Linked DNA regions of Mus musculus: region 2 is linked to region 1. A link is a contact called in public HiChIP or PLAC-seq data. All regions are on one chromosome and are shown on one strand. Each heading gives the region's core, a stretch centred on a gene start, on an enhancer-like site or on the middle of the called end of the contact. The rest is flanking DNA. Distances are from core to core; before and after follow the strand shown. Region 1 overlaps Adam18 (a disintegrin and metallopeptidase domain 18). Region 2 overlaps Plekha2 (pleckstrin homology domain-containing, family A (phosphoinositide binding specific) member 2).

Region 1 (6,676 bases), core at 1,403-3,902:
CTCAAACACAGACACACATACTCACTCTCACACAAACACACACTCACATAGTAACTCTCTCATAAACACGTGCATGCACACTCACAGAGACGCTCACACACACTCACACGCACAAACACAACAAACACACACTCACACACGTATACTCACTCTCTCACACACACTCACACACAGGTGCAAGCGCGCTCACACAGACTCACACACACAATCACGTGCACTGTGCTGTCTGGTTTTATGTCAACTTGACACAAGCTAATGGGGATGTCAATTGAGAAAATGCTCCCACCAAATTAGCTTCTGGACAAGCCCGTGATATATTTTCTAGATTAGTGATTGATGGTGCAGGGCCCAGTCCGCGGCCTCTGCTTCAGTTCCTGCCTCCAGGTTCCTGCCCTGCCCTCCCTCCATGATGCACTGTGATATGGAACTGTTAGCAAAAGCAAATCCTTCCTTCCCAAGTTGCCTATAGTGAAGTTGTTTTATCATAGCAATAGGAACATGCATACACACAAAAACAGAAACACACAGGCACATACACAGATACACACACATACATGAATACTCTCGTATACATATTTAATAATAGAATTAAACATTTCAACTTTGTACTTTGTAACTTCGCTGCATAAATTGTCCATCCACACTTTGTGTATGCAATATCTGCATACAAAAAATTAAAATATAGTATTTCTTAGCCTTGAGATGAAAGGATGGACCATGTAGAGACCGCCATATCCAGGGATCCACCCCATAATCAGCATCCAAACGCTGACACCATTGCATACACTAGCAAGATTTTATCGAAAGGACCCAGATGTAGCTGTCTCTTGTGAGACTATGCCGGGGCCTAGCAAACACAGAAGTGGATGCTCACAGTCAGCTAATGGATGGATCACAGGACTCCCAATGGAGGAGCTAGAGAATGTACCCAAGGAGCTAAAGGGATCTGCAACCCTATAGGTGGAACAACATTATGAACTAACCAGTACTCCGGAACTCTTGACTCTAGCTGCATATGTATCAAAAGATGGCCTAGTCGGCCATCACTGGAAAGAGAGGCCCATTGGACACGCAGACTTTATATGCCCCAGTACAGGGGAACGCCAGGGCCAAAAAGGGGGAGTGGGTGGGTAGGGGAGTGGGGGTGGGTGGGTATGGGGGACTTTTGGTATAGCATTGGAAATGTAAATGAGCTAAATACCTAATAAAAAATGGAAAAAAAATATAGTATTTCTTAGCCTTAAATAGAAACCAAAAGAGAAGCTTTGCTATCAAGGAATGGGACTCTGCCAGGCTAAGCCATAAATAAAGGTGCTTGGTTCTTTTTGTTACAATAAATGTACAGTGCCATCTTGTGGCCAATTCAAACAGTGCAATTGGACATTTTAAGTTGCTGAAGCTGATCAACAAAAGATGTAGGAAGGGTGATTTCACTGTGAACTACTGGACTAGTACTCAGGGGACTACTATGTGGCCAGGAACATCATGGATGTGTAGGATGTGCATTCCATGATGTGTGGCACCTTCATAGGGCTCTTCAGATCAACACATCTAACCCCCGGGTCGGAGAGGGGCGAGTCACAGGGGACTGGTTGCTCCAGCACCATATGCGGTTCCAGAGAGGGCCCGGGCAGGATTTTCTGCGGCACGTGAAAGAGTGGCAACGGAACCAACTGGTGGCTTTGGGAAAAACAGCCTCAAAAGGCAACACGTGCTATGACCCCAAACACTTTCCCCATAACTTGCCACCAACAGCTCCCCTAAATGCACAAGGGACACCTGGATTTCTGCAAACAGCGAGGAAGGCATCCAGGTCACTTAGCTTTTACGGGGCACAGTATTACTCCCTTCTGTGTTGGACTCTCGGGGAGCGAAGTCTAAAGTACGAACTGGATTCTGAGCTCATGTGGAGAGGGCCATCTCCCCTGTCTAATTTTTTAAAAAAGGATTTATTTTTATTAGTTTTTAAGTGCATGTGTGTATGCATGCATATGTGTGTGTTGTGCATATGTATGTATATGCATGTGTCTGTGTGTGTTTAGGTATGAGTACCTGAGTGCAGATGTCCACAGAAGCCAGAAACATCAAGTTCTCCAGAGTGGGAGTTACTGGCAGTTGTGAGCTACATGATATAGGTTGTCAGACTTTAATTTTGTCCTCTGTAACCACTAACCCATATCTCTAGCCTTGCTTTCTAACCTTTTGTCAGAACGGCCTGAAACCTTCTCTGAAGCAGCTTCCGCAACTTGCCAGCCTGTAGCCACTCTGACTCCAAATAGTCTTTTTCTCTCTACATCTGGGAAAAAGAAGGAACCCCACAGAGTGTTCTACATGAAGTTTGGGCTGAAAAGGATAGACCAGTATGCAATTACAATCAACCAGAGACCCTGCTGCTAAATGCTATGTTTGCCCTTTAGGCCAAGCAACAATTTCCGTTGCTGCCAAATTAATACAAACCACAAAAGAAGTCGTTCAGGGTTTCTGCTCACACTTCCTGTATCAGGATAGCTAAGACCCTAACTCAGTGCCCCTTTCTGCCAGTGGATTAATGGTTCAGGAAACACTCTCTTCTTGCTGAGTTTTCTCCCAATGCAACACTCACTTGCTATGATGTCATCACCCCATGCTTCTCCATGCAGAGGGAGAATACCCCAGGGTATAGCTGCCTGACCAGGGCTTGACAGACCAGCCCCTGCGTGGTCTCACAAGAAGTGCACTGGAAGTGTACAAATGTTCCGTTTTCTGCTGGGTCTCATCTTAGTGAGGATGCTGGGAATCAAGAGAGTCAGACCTACTGCTTTATCTGTCCCCCACACTACAGAAGCAAAGTCGATAGTTGGTCTGCACTTGTGCCATGGAGAACATAACACAGTCAAGGGGTTCGGGCTGTGCTACAGCGGGTACCTCATTTATTTGTCCTAGAAATGATCCTCAATCCACGGCCATTTCATTGGGTTAGGTTTCCACAGTGATCTCAATGCCTTAAGATAAGCATGGTACTGAGATGGATAGAATCCAACTGTCACTGGCTGCCTTCAGGTAACGCTGGGAAGGCCATCTCTTTCTCTTTATACCAGCAGTTCTCAACCTGGGGGGTCATGACCCCTTTCACAGGGATCCCATATTAGATATCCTGTGTATCGGGTATTTACATTATGATTCATAAACAGGTAGCAAAATTACAGTTATGAAGTAGCAACAAAAATAATTTTATGGCTGGGGCTCACCACAACATGAGGAACTGTGTTAAAGGGTCACCGCATTTAGGAAGGTTGAGGACCACAGCTCTACACAAAACAACGTTTGAAAAGAAGAGACTGTACACCTCTCCCTATTGCTATAAGAGAAGGAGCATGAAGCCAACGCAGACTAATGCACACTCAGTGTTATGATTCTCAGTGTGGGGAGGATGTGTTTATGATGCAATCAGATATTTGACGTGGATGTATGGTGTGCTTGCCCTATTCCTGTCAGTTCTGACCACTCGACATGAGACATACCCAGGCCCGTTTTCCTTGGCGAAACGATTCTGAACCCACAAGTTATCGGACCCACAAGTCTATTCTGCATCCGAGTCAAACACCGTTGGCTTTAGATTAACTCGTTTATGGTTTATTGACTTAGGTGTCACTAGAATTTGAACCAAGCATATAAAAAGGCAGCCCAGGGGGGAAAAGTATGAGACAGTCATCTAGGGCAGGTATGCAGGAGGAAGAGACGATGCTCAAACGGCACGTGCCGGATGCAGCTGATCTGGGTTCTGAGGAAAATTCAACCATGGAGGAGAATGAGTCTGATAAAGATGGTCATGTTAGGATGGGCCAGAAAAATGACAAGATCTTGTAAAAATGTACAAGATGTACAGATATACAAGGTAAATACATTGATTCTATCACATTCTTGTCTTGCATCTATTGACAATATTTCCCCTAGCCTGTACAAGTATATTGATTGATTGAGGGTTGATTTTTGAGATCAGCCAATATTTTCACTCACTAGCTATGTAGTAAAGGGTGTGGCTTCCCTCCTCTCCATCTCTTCCATGTCCCTATTCTGGACAGCTGCTGAGGTTGATGGCTTTCCCACTCTGCTGTTCTCAAAAGCTAATAAAATTACTTTCTGAAACTATTTCTTAATTATTTTTTCCCACCGAGAATTTGTGAAAGCCAAGAGTCACTTTAGGGAGAGCAGGAAACGGAAAACTATGCTGGCCTGGGAAATAGCAACGTTTAAGCTGTGCATATGGGTGCTGACATGTTCACCTATGACAACTGCCGTGTTTGCACAGGCTGTGCTTGAGGCTTTAAATATTCTTATGTGCAGAAACCGCAAGTTTTCAGATCCTTCTGTTCTACTTTCCCTTTTACATTTGCCATCAGCATGGCTGAAGGCACCTGGTGACAACCATGCCCCAGCCGGCACGCTAAGCACAGTTGCAATTTCCTTAGCCAAGCATGGCGTTGAGATCTCCCGGTGGGCCTGAAACATGTACACTTAGGTCTTTCATTTTTATTGATCCTAAAGTCATATATATAAGTCATATATATATTCAGTGTTGTGGAAAACATAATTGAGATCTAGGCTTATGGTTTCGGGGAATTTCAGTCCGCTGTGGTAGAGAAGGCATGGCAGCCGGAATTGCTTGGTCCATGCTGGCAGGGGCACAGAGAGGTGGGGTGCACCGTGAGGGCTGAGCGGCAAGTGCCAAGTGAACTGGGTGGGAAGGGAAGCAAGGCTGGGTTATCACTTCCAAGGCCAGGAGTCACCTCTGAACAGCTCCACGACCTATTAGACTGCACCAAGAGCTGACACACATAAGGAAAATGAATATATTTCTATAAGGAAAAAAGCACTTTCTCCTCTGCTAATTAACTATGCAGAGGCTCTGAGTACGTTATTTGCAGGATAAACAATCCTCTCAATAGCATCCAACATCAAGCATTCCTTTTGAGTCTGTTTTTCCTTTTTCTTCATAAAGAATTCTTCCTTCCTTCCTTCCTTCCTTCCTTCCTTTCTTCCTTCCTTCCTTCCTTCCTTCCTTCCTTCCTTCCTTCCTTCCTTCCTTCCTTCCTGCCTTTCTCCCTCCCTCCCTCCAGCCTCTCTCTCTCTCTCTTTCTTTCTTTCTTTCTTTCTTTCTTTCTTTCTTTCTTTCTTTCTTTCTTTCTTTCTTCCTTCCTTCCTTCCTTCCTTCCTTTCTTTCTTTCTTTCTTTCTTTCTTTCTTTCTTTCTTTCTTTCTTTCTTTCTTTCTCCTCCTCCTTCTCCTCCTCTTCCTTCTCCTTCTTCCCCTTCTCCTCCTCCTCCTCCTCCTCTTCCTTCTCCTTCTTCCCCTTCTTCTTTTCTCCTCCTCCTCTTCTTTCTCCTTCTCCCCCTTCTTCTTGCCCCTCCTCTTCCTCCTCCTTCTTTTTCTTGCTCTTCTTCTCTTCTAGTACGACCCACTTCTACATAAGCAATGTAGATATAACATGTGTACAACTGAAAATATCTTAATAAAATGGATCACTAATACCTTCCAAAGGGAAACACACTTCAATGTTGAAACCATATGTGTAATTCTTAGAGACTAATTGCCCCTACCAAAATACAAGTTAAAACATAACCCTCCTTGTGAAGCATTAAGAAGAGGAGCAAGGCAGAACCTTTGAAAGGTGGTTAGGTTGTGAATGAACCAAGCCTCTCACAGCTTCATGAACTAGCAAGCTGCTAGGCTGTCCTGAGAACTGGTCTTTTATGAAAGTCAGCTTGGTGGGTCTCGTGGATGCACCTCTCACTTTGCCATATCTGTTTTTTTTTTTTCTTCAGAGAATAACCCCATCAAAAAGGACCTAACCTGATGCAGCCTCTCAAACATTAACCTCCCAGTTTCCAGAACCATGTGTGGATCCAGCTCTCATTCTTTATACACTATAAGTACTATGGTACTAAGTTATTATGGAGGAAAGTCATCAATAAAAGATCAGAAACTGCAGCTGACCTCCCATTGAGAAATTTTCACAAGTGTGGAGATCCCTACAGCTCATTGTCATTTGCCATATGTGGTATTCAAACGTACTCTAGTTATAAGAATATGGCGGAAAAGTAAAAATGGCGACAGGGAGTGGACTAGCAGTTAGTGATTTCATCCTTTAGAACATCATAGAGAAAGCTAGTTTACTGGGAAAACAAGGCAGCAGCCTTGACAGCAACTGGTGTCTGTAGTGCGATACCATGGACTATTGGGGCATGTGTGTCTCTATTTGGGTGCCCTTTTACAGTCAGGGTAAGTCTCTTTGTATGCATGTATAATGTGCAAACGAGTATGTTTAAAATTGGCCTGTGGCAGTTCTGGGAGGACAGCTTGAATGGCTGGGTCATCTGGGTCATCTAATGTGGGCAGTTTGGCCAAAGGGCACAGCCAGTGGACACCAGGCTAACAGCTTTGTGGTGTCAGGTTACAGTGTTCCTTACTCCAGCAGTTTAGGAACCCTGGAATGTACTTGTGAAGACTCCCTTATGCCTTCTTTATCTGGCCTCTTCTTTAACTGATGGCCTTCCCTCCACAGTTAAAATAGCAGCAAAAGTGTTTCACTTGGGCAATCAGTTTCTTACCGTCTGTGAGTGAAATGTCCAGAGAGAAGCACAAGCCAGAAAAGCATGCGTGAATATGGGGAACAGCGTGTAATTTCAGGAAAAGATCCA
Region 2 (6,676 bases), core at 2,906-5,405, 460 kb after region 1:
ATCAAATAAAGACAAAGAGAGACATGAGTGTGCTTTCATCAGTGTGGAAAACGTTTACCTTGAAAACATTTCATACATAAAAAGAGCATATCAAATCTATGTATATTTGAAGACTGACAATTGAGTGTCTTCCTCCATCCCTTAAGAAACTGGCACGGGCTGGACAGCGGTGGCACACGCCTTTAATCCCAGCACTCGGGAGGCAGAGGCAGGAGGATTTCTGAGTTCGAGGCCAGCCTGGTCTACAAAGTGAGTTCCAGGTCAGCCAGGGCTATACAGAGAAACCCTGTCTCAAAAAAAAGAAAGAAAGAAAGAAAGAAAGAAACAAACAAACAAACAAACAAACAAACAAACAAACAAACTGGTACGGTCAGTCCTATTCCTTAGAGCAGGGCTTCTCACCCTTCCTAACACAACAACCCTTTAACGGACAGTTCCTCCTGTTGTGGTGACAACCAATTAATTTTGTTGCTACTTCATAACTGTAATTCATACTGTTATGAATTATAATGTAAAAGTCTGACATGCTGGATGGTGTTGAGTGACCCCTGTAAGAGGGGCCATTCGACTCCCAAAGGGGTCACAGCCCTCAGGTTGAGAACCGCTGTCTTAGATACTCGCTATACCCTTCTGTGGCAGAACTTCTATCATCCACATAACTGGTATCCTGGTGACTGTACTAACTTTTGTCTCTGCAAGAACACTCTAAAAGCCACTGGGGTCCAGACAAGATTTTCTCTGAGCCACAAGATCTAGCAGAGTCCCGTTCAATCCAGCAGGCTTCTACTATGCTCTCGAGAGCTAACTCCTTTCCCAGAACAGTCTCCCAACTGAAGGTGCTCAGGGCGTACAAATTCTAATCAAAGCAGAAGGAAACAGCAGGCGCTCTTATCTGAAGGTCTATTTATGTTGCCCATGAACAGAGGCAACTCTCCAGCAGCCCAGAGAGCAGCTGGCAGATGAGTGAGCTCACCTGGGTATATTCAAAAGCCTGTGTAGACGGGCCTGTGTAGACGGGACCACTGGTGTACTTTACCTAGTTTTTACAATCCTGTCCCTTGTATGGGTTTTGCTGAGGGTCTGCATAGGAGACTACATCACTCAGATTCATACTCCCATCACAGCCTACAAAGATCTGGTGATTATCCACCAAATGGATGCTGGTCCAGCCATGCTGGAACACTCCACCCATCCCACTTACTAGGGTTGCCTAGAGATGCAGCACCTAGCACGGAACCCATCCACATACAGTCAGCATCCTGCCCAGGACACTGGCCTCTCAGTCCCCTTCCTAGCTTTCCCAGGTCTCCTTATTCACCTCTCTGGACTCTGGGACTTGAAAGTAGAAGCAGGGATTCAAGTCTTGAAGTGAGCTTCTTTGAGGCTCACAGTTGCCAAGATCTAACCATGATTGGCACACTGGTCTCTACGCTCTTGCTCTTGCCCCTAAAATCTTCCTAGATACCTGCCTTGATTCCTTAGCCAAATAACATTGCCCCAAATACTCAACCAGGAACTGGGGTGATACCTACAAAATATCAAACGGATAAATAGTAGAGGTTTGTTTTGGAATCAGTCTCAAATCATTAGGTGTGTGATCTCCATTAGATGTTCTGTCAAGAAAGGAATCACAGTCACGTTCCTATGGAGTTAACAGCAGCATCAAATATATCAATGCAAGCAAGAGACCTGGCTGCACTGCCATGTAGAATCTACTCATGAAGGAGGGACTATGGTGTCAGGCAAGGCAGCATTCATCTGTAATCCCAGCACTTGGGAGGCTGACACAAAAGGACCTTGACTTTAGGCTACACAGCAAGTTTCTGGCTAGCCTGGGTTACATGGGCCCACCCCATCTTAAAACAAATCACACACCCACACGATAAATCACACACCACACACTACAATAATACTACTAATAATAAATAATTTAAAATAAAACTTAAAAAAAACACGCATGGCATTTTCAATGTTAATAATTAAAATGTAAATAACATTACATCAACCTCAGTGACAAGTATTTAAAACCCAAGATGTCACATTACCCCTGTTTCTGAAGGATGAAGGACTACATCTGCTGATGACTTCCTACTAGCAGAATCCCAAGGCTGTCCAGACTATCACCAAGGGAAGAAGAGACAGAAACTATGTAGGTGTGTGTGTGTGTGTGTGTGTGTGTGTGTGTGTGTGTGTGTGTGTGTGTTCATCCCACTGTATTGACAAAGAAACTCTGAAGCGAGGTGGAGGCCAGGTGGCCTAAGAAACTTCTGAAAAACATGAGAAGAGCTCAGACAGACAACTGGCAGTAGTCATGCCTCCATGCTTCACAGGTAGCATTTAGGAGACTGTCAGTCCTGGCCCTGAACCACCTTGTTTTCCTGGGGTACAATCCAAGCCAGTTGCTGGTCTGCAGCTACTCATTTCCTGGCTGTGAACCTCGGCATCTATGTTTCCAGGCAACCTCCAGTCCTCTGCCCGAGCTGTGCTGTACTGTGCTGGGCTGGGCTGGGCTGGGCTGGGCTATACTGGACTGGGCTGTGTTGTGCTGTGCTGGGCTGGGCTGTGCTGGGCTATGCTGGGCTGTGCTGTGCTGTGCTGTGCTGTGCTGTGCTGTGCTGTGCTGTGCTGTGCTGTGCTGTGCTGTGCTGGGCTGGGCTGGGCTGTGCTGGGCTGTGCTGGGCTGGGCTGGGCTGGGCTGGGCTGGGCTGGGCTGGGCTGGGCTGTGCAGTGCTGTGCTGTGCTGTGCTGTGCTATGCTGGGCTGGGCTGGGCTGTGCTGTGCTGTGCTGTGCTGTGCTGTGCTGTGCTGTGCTGGGCTGGGCTGGGCTATGCTGGGCTGTGCTGGGCTGTGCTGTGCTGTGTGTGCTGTGCTATGCTGGGCTATGCTGTGCTGGGCTGTGCTGTGCTGGGCTGGGCTGGGCTGGGCTGGGCTGGGCTGGGCTGGGCTGGGCTGGGCTGGGCTGGGCTGGGCTGGGCTGGGCTAGGCTGTGCTGTGCTGTGCTGGGCTATGCTGGGCTGTGCTGTGCTGGGCTATGCTATGCTTGGCTGTGCTGTGCTGTGCTGTGCTGTGCTGTGCTGGGCTGGGCTGGGCTGGGCTGGGCTGGGCTGGGCTGGGCTGGGCTGGGCTGGGCTGGGCTGGGCTGGGCTGGGCTATGCTATGCTATGCTATGCTATGCTATGCTATGCTATGCTATGCTATGCTATGCTATGCTATGCTATGCTATGCTATAGTATGCTGGGCTGGGCTGGGTTGTGCTGTGTTGGGTTGGGTTGGGCTGTGCTGTGCTGTGCTTGGCTGGGTTCCTGCATTAACCCTGAGTGTCACGGACCTGCTGTTTTCTGGCCCTAGGAACCCACCCACCTCCCAGCTTCCTTCTCATCCAGCTGGCAATTTTGATGGAGTTGAGAAGCTTGGTCCCTAAGATCCTCTCTACCTTGTCTGTAGCATCGCCCTTTCCTGGGGAGACTCCTATTTATCACCGGCTGAACAGAGTGCCACTGGCTGACCCTTTGACCCCACGTGGATTACAAATGATCATGCTCACTGCACTGATTAGTCAGCCTGGGAAAATGCTACCCATGCAGTTATTGTGAGAACCAGAGCTTCCAAAGGCCATACACGGCTTTCTGCTTGTTCATATTCGTATATGCACTTTATAGTCGGAGGGTCCACATGCATGTGCATTTACAGTGTGCCCCAGCCTCATGGCTTAGCATGGAAGTGTTGTTGGGCAAAGTAATTCATTGCCAAACTAATGAGATTGATCCCTGTTCTGTCCTGATTAGCTGTAGACCAGGGTTAAGAACCTCCATAGACCAGTTTCTCCCTTAGTAACACCAACGTGAGAAGGTAAATGTCCTTCTCACAGACACAGGGCAGCAGGCACGAAAAATTAATTTGTCCACCTGTGGCTACGTCCACAGAGAAGGGCTGTTGCAGAACTCTGACTTTGGCCTGTCCCTGACAGCCTGCCCCCAGAGGCTTGGACAGCCCCCCCCTGCCCCCCCCCCGCATCTACCTTCCACCCGTTGGTGACAGTGTCAGGCTACAACCATCTTCAAACACAGGAAGAGCACAGGCCCTACAGGAAGCAGTGTGGCCACAGGTGGGTGAGGACATCCAACAGTCTGACTCAAGCGAGGGCACCCAGGCACAAACATTCTCATACCACAAGGCAGACACAATTGAGTCACTGCCCAACAGTGGTCGGCTGGCAGGTCCTGTGAGCACGCCAACATCGAGAGAGTGTCGGGGTGAAGAAAAGAATACCCTTGGGGCCCCCCACGAGTGACGCAGAAGAGCCACCTGGCAGCTGGACAGTCTCAGGAGCTTTCGATTATCAGACGCAGTAGCAACCTAAGCGTCACCCAAGCGTCGGGACACCGTGAGGGCCAGCCACACCCTGTCTGCCGTTGGCCGGAAGTGAGGCCTCTCAGCACCCGGGACAAAAGCAGAGGAAGGTCTTGGAGAACTCAAAAGCATGCCCCAGTGTCAGAGGAGACTGTCCCGCAACAAAGTAAGAAAGCCACCCACACAATCATCAGAGGCCTTTCAAGTTGGTACATACGTAAGCATATTTATCTGGAAATTTATCAGTGCCCTTCAGTGGGCTCTCCAGAGCAGTAGTAGCTCTCAGCCTTCCTAACACCGTGGCCTCTTCTTTTCTTTTCTCTTCTCTTCTCTTCTCTTCTCTTCTCTTCTCTTCTCTTCTCTTCTCTTCTTTCCTTTCCTTTCCTTTGCTTTTTTTATTTGAAATTTTCTTTATTTACATTTCAAATGTTATCCCCTTTCCTAGTTTCCTCTCTAAAAATCTCCTATCCCCTCTCCCCTCCCCCTGCTCACCAATCCACCCACTCCCACTTCCTTAACCTGGCATTCCCCTATACTGGGGCACAGAACCTTCACAGGACCAAGGGCCTCTCCTCCCATTGATGACTGACTAGGCTATCCTCTGCTACATATGCAGCTAGGGCCATGAGTCCCACCACCATGTGTTTTCTTTGGTTGGTGGTTTAGTCCCAGGGAGCTCTGGGGGTACTGGTTGGTTCATATTGTTGTTCCTCCTATGGGGCTGCAGACCCCTTCAGCTCCTTGGGTACTTTCTCTATCACCTTCATTGGGGACCCTGTGTTCTGTCCAACTGTGGCCCTCAAATACAGTTCCTCATGCTACCCAACCATAGAATTATTTTCTTGCTATTTCCTAATTGTAATTTTGCTACAGTTATGAACCATAGTGGAAATCTCTGTGTTTGCCTATGGTCTTAGGTGACCCCTGTGAAAGGGTCGCTCAACACCTCAAGGGGTCCCGACCCACAGGTTGAGAATCACTGTTTTGGAGTCTCTCTCTCTACCCGTCCACACCCAGCCCACAACACACAAATAGTTAATAGCCAGTATTTTTGGAGGACCTGTTATCTATCAGAAGCCCTCAAAAAATAGATCCAGTAGGGCTGGGGGCTGGCTGTGTGAAGACCTCTGGGATGGGACAGAAGGACAATGAAAAGATAACACCATGGGCCAGGTTCAGTTATTTCCTAGTTTGCCCAACCAGACTGCTTCTGTTGTCATTATGTCCTGGAGACAGATACTTCCATCTTTGGGTCGGCCCTCTGGAGGACAGCACCCCCCCACACACCTCTCCCCACCCCTTACCCCCCCCACCCCTCCATCCCTCCACCCCACCCCTTACCCCCCCCCACCCCTCCATCCCTCCACCCCACCCCTTACCCCCCCCACCCCTCCATCCCTCCACCCCACCCCTAACATGCCAGCCCCATACACTAGTCTTCCAGAGATCAGGGACAGAACAAGCCAATCTGTCTCACTCTGTGCAAACACTTGACCCTGGGAGTGACCTAAGGATGACAAAAAAAAAGAGAGACAGACAGACAGACAGGCAGGCAGACAGACAGACAGAAGAGGGCCTAGTTTGTTCTGGCAGTGGGTCAGCTGGAGGTAAGGTACTCATCGATCGGTGACCTAACCCAGTGGCCATTTATGGGTTTTTCAAAGACCTGTGTGGGCTCACCTGTCTCAGGAAGGGCTGGCTAAAAGTCAGGTCACCCTTTCTAAAAGAGGCAGAGGATACTGAAAGCCTCCTCTGGGCTGCATTTATAAACCATGATTCAGCAGGAGATTATATTCACTGCTCCCTCCCCCCCCCCCCCCCCGCCAAAAAAAAATGCTTCCCCAACCCATCACACAGGAGACGGTTTCAGTTTTCATCTTCAACAGGGTTTTCTGCTCTCCTGCCTTCCCCCTCTCCACTCCCTCCCCCCCTTCCCCTGCCCTCCCCCCAATTCTCCTTCTGGAGAAATGACCTAATGAGCTCTCAGCAGATGAGAAGAAAGGGCCCCTTGGGGGGGTGGGGGGTGGGCAGAAGCTGGGCTGGGCTGCCCTGGCCTGGGGAGGCCCCCACATTTCTTATCAAAGGGCATGCACAAATTGCCTGCAGCTGTGCGCTTTAACCAGCAGCATCCTTCCCCTGAGGCCATTATCTCCCCTCTAATCAGCTCAACCACTGCCCAGCATCTTCTCTCCCTCGGTGCTGAGGTCCAGCTGCAGCTGGCAGGCATGGGATGAGCCTGCCCGTCCAGCCAAAGATGGCCACTCCTCTCAGCACCTCTCTTGACCCCCATCGTCTGTAGGAGCTCTTCTCAGATCTTAAATCTGTT

The links. HiChIP or PLAC-seq counts read pairs in DNA pulled down with a chosen protein or histone mark.
Region 2: an H3K27ac HiChIP or PLAC-seq map of large pre-B cells shows a contact between it and region 1, with 4 times the contacts expected there. The contact joins two enhancer-like sites. A contact is called at or near these places in 7 of 39 promoter capture datasets (cranial neural crest, embryonic stem cells, frontonasal cranial neural crest and 3 more) and 1 of 115 datasets of contacts at active chromatin or transcription factors (large pre-B cells).

Annotation. Positions count from the first base shown.
Region 1 is chr8:24,604,184-24,610,859 of GRCm38.p6, forward strand. The region is part of intron 19 of Adam18 (a disintegrin and metallopeptidase domain 18); the gene reads right to left. Among named protein-coding and RNA genes, the nearest start is that of Ido1, 11 kb to the left of the region's middle. Within about 2 kb of position 2,653, at least 4 of the 459 cell types and tissues checked have an H3K27ac peak or open chromatin away from gene starts, as enhancers often do.
Region 2 is chr8:25,063,991-25,070,666 of GRCm38.p6, forward strand. All of the region lies in intron 3 of Plekha2 (pleckstrin homology domain-containing, family A (phosphoinositide binding specific) member 2), which reads right to left. Among named protein-coding and RNA genes, the nearest start is that of Htra4, 28 kb to the left of the region's middle. Within about 2 kb of position 4,156, at least 187 of the 459 cell types and tissues checked have an H3K27ac peak or open chromatin away from gene starts, as enhancers often do.